2 separate regions of the Rattus norvegicus genome follow, and region 1 is linked to region 2. A link is a contact called in public Hi-C data. All regions are on one chromosome and are shown on one strand. The core of a region is the stretch at or near the end of the contact, and the rest is flanking DNA. Distances in the headings are between cores, read along the strand shown.

Evidence for each region. Hi-C and Micro-C count contacts between places; a contact is called where the count stands out from the background.
Region 1: a Hi-C map of psoas muscle shows a contact between it and region 2, with 4 times the contacts expected there. The contact joins two enhancer-like sites. A contact is called at or near these places in 2 of 12 Hi-C or Micro-C datasets (mammary epithelial cells and psoas muscle).

What each region holds. Positions count from the first base shown.
Region 1 is chr6:29,820,380-29,826,056 of GRCr8, forward strand. It overlaps Plb1 (phospholipase B1), which reads right to left. Exons shown (of 58, transcript NM_138898.2): 50 at 3,295-3,346; 51 at 2,304-2,384; 52 at 1,151-1,216; 53 at 662-756. Among named protein-coding and RNA genes, the nearest start is that of Plb1, 110 kb to the right of the region's middle. Within about 2 kb of position 1,877, at least 12 of the 93 cell types and tissues checked have an H3K27ac peak or open chromatin away from gene starts, as enhancers often do.
Region 2 is chr6:29,750,151-29,755,405 of GRCr8, forward strand. No RefSeq gene overlaps it. Among named protein-coding and RNA genes, the nearest start is that of Ppp1cb, 40 kb to the left of the region's middle. Within about 2 kb of position 1,476, at least 3 of the 93 cell types and tissues checked have an H3K27ac peak or open chromatin away from gene starts, as enhancers often do.

The sequences.
Region 1 (5,677 bases), core at 627-3,126, 71 kb after region 2:
TCTATGGAATCGGAGGGGCTTTCCTTGCTAACCATGGCCATTCCACCTGGGGACCTGATTCCTTAGCCACCTTTAACGGGACATTTGTCATCAGATAGGACTTCTCAGTCACAGCTGTAGAAACAGAGTCCCTGAGGCCCCCAGAGGTAGCAAACGTCTGTCCTTCCCACAGTAATTCCTTCCCATTAGAACCTCCGACCCCTGTTTTTGAGGATGGGATAAAAGCTACGTAGCCTGATCTAGCCCCATACATAACCTTCCTGGTGATGTTGCTCTTAGGGAGGGTTTATTCCTATTTTTATAGGCAAGTACCCAGAGGTGCAGAGACACTGTAGGTTCAGGTCCAATTGTCCCTCAATAGCAGAGCCAGGATTTTAGGGAAACCCAAGGTGTCCTTGGAGCTCATTGTCCTCTGCAGAGAGTAGACTTGCCAGAGTGGACTTTAGAGTCAGAAGTGCTGGGGAGTCTTCTAGGTCATTTGGTGCGCCTCGTTTTATAGAAAAGGAAGCTACCATCCAGGGAAGGGAGTAGGTAGGCATGTGGTTCTCCAGGCATATCCAAGTGTGTTCTAAGTCCCTGGCTTCTAGCCCTGCCCACACTTTTCCTCCTAGTGTGCCTATGAAACCCTGCCTACCCCGGCAGCCTTGCCCTGCACACTTACTGGACAGCCAACGGCATGGCACATTTCCCGCCCTGGTCGTGGAGCAGACCGGACAGCTCCATGACTTCCACCACGTTGATGAAAACCCTGGGAAGCTGCAGGAGGCAGAGGGGTGGGGTTCATGAGTTTGAGGACAGTCTTCAATGTGACCTCACCCTCCCCGTCACTACCACAGAAGAAATGGATACCCTGGGAGGGGCCTGCGTGATTGCATGGACTCTTCCTAGCGTTTCTCTTTGTTAGGAGGAAGAGCTGAGACCCAAAGAAGTCCCAGAGCTAATAAAAACCACAGTGTTGCCTTCAAACCCAGGCTAGGTGGCTCCAGCAGGAGTTCTCTGCCGTGCCACTGTCCAGCTTCAGAGCCGGTCAAAAGCTGTTTTGCCGAGAATCGAATGCAACTTGCCTAGAAGCACCCAAGGTGGTGCTCCACACACGTCAGTAGTGCGAGAGCAGGGGCCAGGGAGCAGACTGATCACTACCCATTCCTACCTCCTCATAGAAGATGTCCAAGGCATGCTGGATGTACTTGACATACTCCCTGGTTGAGTAGTTCTCCTGTATAGGGAGAAGGAGAGAGACTCTCTTTGGCTTTTTACACTGGAAGGAAGAATTAGGGGATGAATTGGGTGACTGCTGTCCCTAAGAGCCTGCCTTCTTGCATTCCTCAGACTTGGCCTGAGGGACCTGGCGGTGTCCTTTTTCAAAGATATACACCCTCAGGAAGAGAGATAAAACTGTACATGAGGGGCAGGTGAGCTGGAACTCAGAGAGGCGTTTCCCCACACCGTGTATCCCCAGGGAGCTCTGGGTATCTTCTGGTTTCCAATGATCCTACAATGCAAGACCCAGCACGATTGAAAGCTCCAGGGGCGAGGTCCTATGGGCACCCCTGAACCCCAGTTCTTAACGGTAAGGGAAAGGACTGAGGGAAGGTTCTAGAACAGCTGAGCTTGCATGGGGGAAGATAGTGACGCCGGGCTCTTGATGGTTATTCTCTGAGAGCCACAAGGAGCTACGAGCTGCCTGCCACCCCAATGTGTCAAACATTCTACCACCTCTTCAGAGTCCTGGCAGCTGCCTCTTCCTGGCAAAATAAAATACAGGATGTCCCCAGCTTAGAACAAGATGTATTCTGAAAGGCACAGGTTCCAAACGCTTGTGAGTCTGGACATGTTTCCCCACAGAGACACATCAGGAATGGGGTCAGCTCCCAGGCCAGCTGGCTGTGGTTGGTTGCTTAGATTATCATGGCCCTGAAGGGCAACAAGGACACTCTGTGTGGTTCTCTTTTCTCCAACTCCATTTCGAAGATAGGATTGCCTCCCCCTCCAAGAGAGGGCAGACTCCAAGCAGGCACAAGACACAAAACCACTAGCCATCTACCCACCAGAAAGCTCCATCTGTATGTCCCAAAGAGGCCACCACCTCAGTGTCTGAAGACTGGATCCTTCTAGACCTGTCTTCTGAGTTGGGAAACCACTTAGGAAAGCTAAACCAGAGGCTGCCTGGGTAGAATCAAGCGCCTGGAGCCCAGGCTAGTCTGGCATTCAGACATGAAGGACATGAGTCAGAGCCCAGGATGAGGAGGATGGGGCCAACAACTTCATTCTCAGGTCCTCAGTGAGGCTTGTCAGGGGCTTACCGGATCCTCACAGTAAAGACACAGGTCGTTGTTCCCGATGAGGAGTGTAATCAGCTTCCAGTCTTCCTGTATGTTGATTGTCTGAGGGGACAGGTCCTGGGTTTAAGATCTGGGAACAGTTGCTGGTGACCCTAGTCATGCTACCTAGTCAGTCAGCTTCTCAGATATTGTCATGTTTTCTGTGTCACACAAACTATGAGGTCTGGCCTACTCCACGATCCCCTGAAATGATGGGCATGCCCCTGTAAGAAGCGCGCGTGCGTGTGTGTGTGTGTGTGTGTGTGTGTGTGTGTGTGTGTGTGTGTGTGTGTTCTGCTCACACATAGAAGACAGGCTACTTTCTGCCCCCCTCACTCCCCTGAAATCCTCTTAAGGAGCTAGAGTGGGTACGTTCCACATTTCCCCAAGGTCATGAAAGGCCTCGTGGATTATCGTGCTCCTCCAATGTGCTCTGAGGTGTTCAAAGGGGTCTGTGTCAAAAGATAGAACTTAAAGACAAGGTCAGGGCTTTTAGGACCTGGATTCATAGAGGGAGAACCCAGTGGGTTCAGCATAGTAGGGTAGGTCCAGGACGGCCCTGGAGCTGTGGTTCCCTGCTCCTTGTCTGCCATAAATGGAGTCCCTCCAGTAGCTGGAGTCCACAGCACAAGAACACAGCGTTAGAAAAAAGTACAAGTGAGAGTCTGAGGGCTTGGGGAGAGAGAAGAGGGGAGGCCTGGAATGGGAGGCCTATTTTTAGAACCTGCTATTTATGGAAGGCGGCTCTGGGAGGCCAGCTCTGGGATGAAGGCCCCAGGCCTATGATCTTGGCCAACTCCCCATTCTACCTTGCTCTCCTGCAGCCCGCCCCAGGGCAGGGTGCTTGCAGGCAGTGTTCCGTGAACTCCCTTGAAGACCAACTGAAGGCAAGCTGTGGGGGCCCTGGAGGGGTTCATCAGGGCCTGTGACTCCCCAGTTAAGGGAGGAACGCCTTTAGGGGGTCTGTACTCACAGGGGTGCTTTTCATCTTCTTCACCAGGGCCTGAGCCTGGGCCGGCATGTCCCTAGGGAGAAGGGAGAAAAAGATTTCAGACTCGCTCAGGGTGGAGAGAGACCCTAAGCTGGACTCCAGAAATGCTAACTCCGTGAAAGTCATTCTGCGTCAGTCTTTGGGAAGCTGCTCGGGCCTTTTCTCATCAGGGAGCTGCTGGGGTTACACTGATCCAGACCCTGATGCCCACAGGGCAGAATGGGGGACTTTGACACTATTGTTTTCCCCCTCTGTCCCAACAAGACTGGAGAGACAGTATGGGCAGGACTGGGTCTTCCTTCTCCCCGTAGTTTGTTGTAAATTAAAGGTATGCTATTAGGTTCCAGAGACTCAATTATGAATGGAGTAGTATACAGCAATGAAAAGGAATAAAGCATTGTTATTCTCAGTAGGGATGGACCTGAGAGAGCTCTGTTGTGAGTGACAGGCCTGTTCACTGCATGATAGCAGTGATAGCCTCATGGGAACACAGGTGTCAAGACTCATCAAACTGTATTCTTCTGAATATCCGTGGTTCATTGTGGGTCAATATAGTTCAATGAAGCCAATTCCTTAAAAAGACATGAACAGGGTTGGGTGTGGTAGAGCACACCTGCAATCCCAGGACTTGGGATACAGAGGCAGGAGAACTGGGAGTTGAGAGCCAGCCTTGGCTACATAGTAAATTATAGGTCAACTTGGGCTACCTGAGACCCTGTCTCAAAACAACAAAATTGAGAAGTCAGGTGAGGAAAGGACACATGGCCAACATGAGGAGCTAACACAAGATGGTTACAGTCTGTGGGCGGGCACTGAGCAGCATGCATGGTGCCATCCCTGACCCTCACATGGAGAACTTACCCAGGATTGTAGTGATAGGTGCATAGAGGTTATAAAGTAAAGGCACCCACAGATATGCTGTAACATTTAATAGGCCCAAGGCAGCCTCCAGGGCATTCATAGTGATGGGCCTCTAAGGTTCTCTTGGGAGGTGGGGTACCTCTTCCACCCCCTCACTCCCCCATTCCCCCTGCAAGCTTCTTCCTGTCCCTCAGGCTCCCCCTCTCCATGTTCTTTTCCTGTGTCCGCAGTCTCATCTCCCCATCCCCACAGGCCCAGGGCCTCTCCTCGCAGCTGTTTCCACAGCTCTGTGAGTCCACACAGGTCCCAGGCTGGAGACAGGAGCCCCTGATATTCTCCTGCCTTCCTAAGCACTCGATGGGCCAGGACCGGGTGATCCCAGTCTCTGGTGTTGCCGTGAGCAACATGGCCTTCTTGCAGAGTTAGCCGCTCTTTGTCTAGCCCCCTGACAGAGTCATTCTTTCAGAGTACAGGGCTTACACCTTTTGAGTCTGTGATCTCTTAGTAACTCAGAGAGTGAATCAGTTTTCCTTGCTGATTAACAGAAGGGAAATTAGCTGTTGAGCAAAACTGTGAAACTAAATATCCCAATAATAGCAAACTTTTGTACGTGTGTAGATTGCACACGTCCTAAATTCTTTCTAAAGCTTGTTTATCTTCCTGAATCCTATGTCAGCTCTGAGAGACCAGGTACTATGATTAACCTCATATTGGAGGAGAAAACCAAGACTCAGAGATGCTAAGCAACTTACTTGGCCAAGGTCACATAGCCAGCAGGTTTGAGGAAGGCGTTAAACACAGAAGATCTGACCTCTGTGTACCTAGTGTGTATATGGGTGCTGGGGATTCAAACTCGGGTCCTTCTGTTCTCTCCTCCCCACCCTTTCTAGGTGAACTCACACTTATCAATGCTGAAAAATGACAGAGTAGACATAAGGAAAAAAGAACAATTCTCAAACCTTACTGAAGCCAATGGCTTCCCTTTGCTTCCCCTGACCCTGGTCACTTGGTGTCAATGATGCCTCCTATCACTGCCCCTGCTCGGGCAGAGGTGCTAGGCAGGGAAGGGAAGGGAAGGGAAGGGAAGGGAAGGGAAGGGAAGGGAAGGGAAGGGAAGGGAAGGGAAGGGAAGGGAAGGGAAGGTAGGACCCTGGAGAGAGATGGCTCAGCAGGCAAAGTGCTCGTTCTGTAAGCAGGAGGACCTGGATGTAAATCCCCAGTGCCCATGTAGAAGCCAGGCACAGCAGCGCACCCCTGTAATCTCCTAGGAGGTAGAGATGGTGCACCCCTGAAAATCACTAACCAGCTAACTAGCCGTATCAGTGAGCTCCCGGCTCAGAGGGAAACTGCGTCTCAAAATACAAAGTGGGGAGGACAGTGAGTTGGTTCAGTGAGGGAAAGTGCTGGTTACATGCAAGCCTGAAAACGGAGTCTGAGTCCTGGAAGCCATGATGGAAGGAGAGAACTGGCTTCTCAAAGATGACCATGCACCTCCCATGTACAC
Region 2 (5,255 bases), core at 226-2,725:
ACAGAAAAACCCTGTCTATAGACAGATAGACAAACAGACGGATAGATGCAAGTCAGCCAGACATGATTTAAATCTGCCATCTCTTAGCTCAATATTTTGAAGGTTTTGTTTGTTTGTTTGTTGTTATTTTGTTTTAATCTACAAAATGGGAATGAGGCCTCTGTTTAGAGTTGTCCTGGATATTATATCACATGATAAAGTACTTAGTACTCACATACAATAAGTGTCCAATAAATGTCAGCTCTTGCTATCACACTCAGGAAATCCAAAATGGGATCACGGACAGTCTGGGCTGTGAAGGAACTTGATACCACTCTGCTTCATTGTGTTCTTGTTGTGTTTGCTTGCTTGTTTGTGGGCAAGGAGGGGCAGTCAGGGGAGGTATTTTGAGATGGAATCTCATTGTATTGCCTAGGGTGTCCTCAAACCAAACCCAAGATTTTCCTGCCTGCTCTCAGCCTTCCAAGTGCTAGGACCAGAGGCCACCATGCCCAGCCCTACTCAAACCTGGAGGAGGAAACACTGCTCTCTGGGCCACAGAAAAAGCTGAGAACCGCTTAGAGGGGCTTTGGGGGCACATTAAGCATGCTAAAGGCATACTACTCTGCCTGTCTTGGCTCAGTTATGTACAGAACTCCTAGTTAGGTTTGGAAACCGAACAGCTGGGGCTTCCGCTTTAAAAGAACTCTCTAGAAAGACGATTCAGGACAAATGCAAGTTCTTAACTGTGAAGCTTCATGCGGGTTTGCAAGATCAAAATGATGCTTGTGTGAGAGACATTAAAAGCTAGACATGCATATTGACAAATCTGAATTATGGACTTTTTTTTTCTTGTGATAGGATCTCACATAGCCCAGGTTGGCCTCTCTCATGTAGCCCAGGTTGGCCTCAAACTGAATCACCAAGGATGACTTTACTGATTCTCCTGCCTCCACTTCCCAGGCATGAGCTAACACAGCCAATGTATGAAGTGCTGGGGGCTGAACTCGGGACCTCATGTGTTCTGTCCAATGGAACTACCCTCTGGGCCTCTGAATTTAGTGAGATTTCCTGAATATGTAAATTCTGCCTACAGCTCCAGGGGGGTTCTTCTTGGTGGTTGGCTAACAGATCCCTTGGTTCTTTGCGTCTGTCTCTTTCCCGGAGAAACCTAAACGAGCCAGTGAAATGTACTTCTGAATGCTGCCAAGAGCCCCAGGAGTCTGGGCAGAGCCTTGAGGGTCCCAAGGCTGGCCCATTTGAATGCAGGCACTGGTGAACTTGTACAGCCCCAGAGCCTTCCCTTTACGGCAGGGACGACCGCGGATGACTCCTAGCTGGGCTTCCGCTTAGGGTGGGGTTTACTTTGCAGACTTAATGACAGGGCAGCTTTCTGGACTTGTCCTAGTGAAAGATTCAGACAGAGGTCACTGTCAACCTCTTCTCTGGCAGGGCTGTTCCAGCTGGCATCTTGAGAACGGTGTCACTGAAGTTGAGATTTGTGTGTGAGACTCGGCGCTTCTCAGAAGACCAGGTTATATATAGTATAGTCAGCCCTCCGGACTCAGGTCTTTGGGACAACAAGTCGATCTCCTTGCCGCGTCTCTTAGTGGGTTACATAACTGTGGGGAAAAGACATAGAAGATGGAAATCGTGGCCGAGGGCCAGCGAGATGGCTCGGCTGGCAAAAGCGCTTGTGGCACAGGCTTGACTGACAACCTGGGCTTGAGCTCTGCAACCCTCAGCGCACAGAGAACCAACTCTACAAAGTTATCCCCTGACTTGGCATGGCACATGCGTAGGCTGTAATACACGGGCACCCTCCTGCCCCCCATATTACACAAACACTAAGTTTTTATGAAATTCAAAAAAGACTGGGATTCGTTTTCTCAAAAATGTTTAAGTTTCTGGGTTTGTTTATTATGTTTGTGGTGTGTGTGTGTGTGTGTGTGTGTGTGTGTGTGTGTGTGTGTGTGTGTGTGTATACCATGACATTCAAGTGGATATCAGAGGGCTATTTTTTAGAGTCAGGTCTCTCCTTCTACTCCATGGGCCCTGGTAACTAAACTCCGGGTCATCAGGATTGGCAGGAAATGCGTTTGCCTGCTGATCCCTACTACCAGCCCATTATTCTCATTTTAAAATGTCCTCGTGGAATGTGTAGGCACCTCGGAAATTACCTGTAGGTGGGAGAAACTGATACCCAGGGAAGATAAACATCTAGTCAGCACCACCCAGCAAGTGTGTATTTGGGCTGGGACTGGAATCCGGAATCCTGGGGTCCTGCTGGAAAGCTTTCACTGCTATTAACCTGTCTTCCCACAGTTGTGAAGAAGTCTTTTTCTCTTTCGTTGAGTCTTGCTTCTTTGCAAAACCAGGATGATCCAGGAACCTTTGGGAGTCTTGATTCACTTCCAAAGGCAGTTTGTCTTCTGCTGGCCGCTACATCAACTGCTTCTTCAATTAAGGTTTTCCACATTTCAAGTAAAAATATGCAAATTACCACCGACACTAAATTAATCAGTTTCAGTATCCAGGGTTTGTACATGCAGAGCACTGCCCCTACCCCTTCCCCTAACTCCCCCCACCCCCAATCCCAATTGCATTAACACGCATTCTAAAGTAAAAGATTTAGATGTGTGTTTTGGTGAAATCTTTTTTTTTTTTTTTTGGTGAAATCTTTAACATTTCCCTTTGCCTACATTTTAGATGGTGATCCTCACTGTGATGTTCTGTGATTATAAATCCTTTGCAAACTCCACACTATATTGATCTTGTAGAGAACCAGTCACAACGTTTCTAATGAGGAGGGGAAGGAGGGAGCCTGTTGGACGAGGCAAAGGAGGCTTTGGAAAACATGGCCCGGGCATGAGCGAGTGTACAAGCAGTGGGATATTTATGTGGCGCTGTGGGTGTTTTGAACTTTCTGGAAGCTGACAAGCTCCACACATGGACTTGATGGAAGTCCTCCAAACTTTGGACAACACAGAGGCCTTTCAGAAGTCTGAACACAGTCCAAGGCAAATTATAGCCCAGTGCAATGGTGTGAACGAGAAGCTGGGGAGATCAGAGGAAATAACACTGGTCCTGAACCCCAGGAGGCCAGGGCCAAGGGTTGCTTCTTCCAGGAGAGGTTGTTCCCTTGTCTACAAATAGCTTCTACCTCATGGGGTTGCTTTGATGATAAACATAAAACGTTATACCCAATGTCTTAAGCACAGGGCTTAGCATATGTAAGTGTGTGAGCACACACACACACACACACACACACACACACACACACACACACTGCTACACACACACACACACACACACACATTTACACACACCATTTATTGTATGAGATGCCAATGGCCTTCTGGAAAAAGACACGCAGGAACTAATGTCCCAGTACCTAGAAAAGGCCCCTCCTTGGGCAGTGAGACAGCAGGGTTGCAGCCACAGGCTTTGAAGTTAGCAGGAGCCGTGTTTAGACTTCAGCTTTAATAGTTTCTAGCTGTGTGATTGTGGGCTAATGTGACACAGCCCAGGTGGAGCCCCTGGCTCAGTGCGGGGCACGGAGGGGGTGCTGGGTAAATGCAGGCTGTTGGTTCCAGCTCTCAGGGAAAGGGGCTGTGAAACCAGAGGACGGAGGAAGATAGAACAGTAATTCGAGTAAGGCAGATAGAAAGCGAGTTGAGCCCTATGGGGCCTGTACGGGTTTCCTCTGGCTACTGCAGCAAATTGCCAGGGACTTGATGGCTTAAAACAAGATTTTATTCCCTCATGGTTATGGAGGCCAAATGTCTAAAAAACCAGTATCATCACATCAAAAGCAAGGTGTCCCCAGGGCCATGTTCCATCCGAGGCTGGAGGAAGGGAGCTGCTTTGTGTCTTTCTAGTTTATGTCGGCTGTGGGCATTCCTTGGCTTATGGTTACCACACTCCCTTGCCTTAGGTTATACAAGGCCCTCTCTGTGTGTACTCATCTGTGCTTGTGAGTGTGTGTGTGTGTGTGTGTGTGTGTGTGTGTGTGTGTGGTGTTTGTGAAAAATCTCCCTAATTTTTTAACTGATAGAGTCAGGATTATACTTATGTTTTATCTAAGACAATCTTGCCATTACTCTCTCTAATTAAAAGGATCTTAATTTTTCTCTCTTCTTCTTCCCCCTCCCCTGTCCTCCTTCCCCTCCTTTCCTTCCCTATTCCCTTCTCCCTACTCCTCCTCCTCTTCCTTCAAGGCAGGGTCTCATGGTGCAGCCCAGGCTAGCCTTGAACTCACTGAGATCTGCCTGCCTCTTTCTCCTGTGCACATTATGTGTCCAAAGCCTAATACTGGGGCAACCATTATCCTGGGAGAGAATTCTAGTTGTTTGGTTTTTTTGTTTGTTTTGTTGTTGTTGTTGTTTTTGCCTGAGTGATGGGACAGGACAGGACAGAAGAGTGATGAGGAGGAGAGAATAGGTGTCACCAGGGCAATGTCAAATCCAAGCCACGGCCAGCCTGTATTGTCAGAAACAAAGCAGGAAAGACCAGGGAGATATACATGAGGCCGGTGGCACTCTCACAGGCAATGTCTAGGGTGACATCAGAGGAGCTGTGACACAATGGAGCCCAGCAACAGTCTCTGGTCGGGGCATGAGGCTAGCCTGAGTACACGGGAAGGGCTCAGGGGAAAGGTGGGGTGTGTGAGAGGCCCAGATCCCCAAGACCTTGCCTAACCTTCCTCCCCTGGGCTAGGTTGCCCCACCTTGTAATAAGACGCTGTCCCTCCGCTGCCATCCACTAGTTGAAAGGCATTGGCTAAACCACTTCAGCCCCCTGGGCCCCATTTTCTTATCTGTAAAAGGAGGGCAGGAGCATCTTCCTGAGAGGATCTGTTGGAGGATTAATAATGCAAAGCAGATAGTCTGAGAACCTAGCTGCTCAAATAAACATTGACTTCTCGTCTTCTTAATAGGTGAGGCCGTTCGTCTAGCCATGAAGGGCAGTGTGCTCTTTTGCCCCAGGGTGAGACAACAGTGCTGTTTGGGACACAGGGAGAGGAAGGGTTGGCTACCTTACCAGAAATAAGGCTCCCCTGCCACAACTCTAAATGTTATTTCCTCATTCTTGCTGTCCCCTGAGCGCATGGGAAAACAGCCCGAGGGATGCTGCTTTGTTCCACTCTTTCCTTGTCGCCAACCTTTGTCCGACTGAAGTGGTTCAGTCCTAAATAGAAAGGTCTCCATGAGTGCGGTGGGCCTGACCCCACCCTCACAGTTAGCCCCCAACCCCCACCCCCACTGATCCCCCAT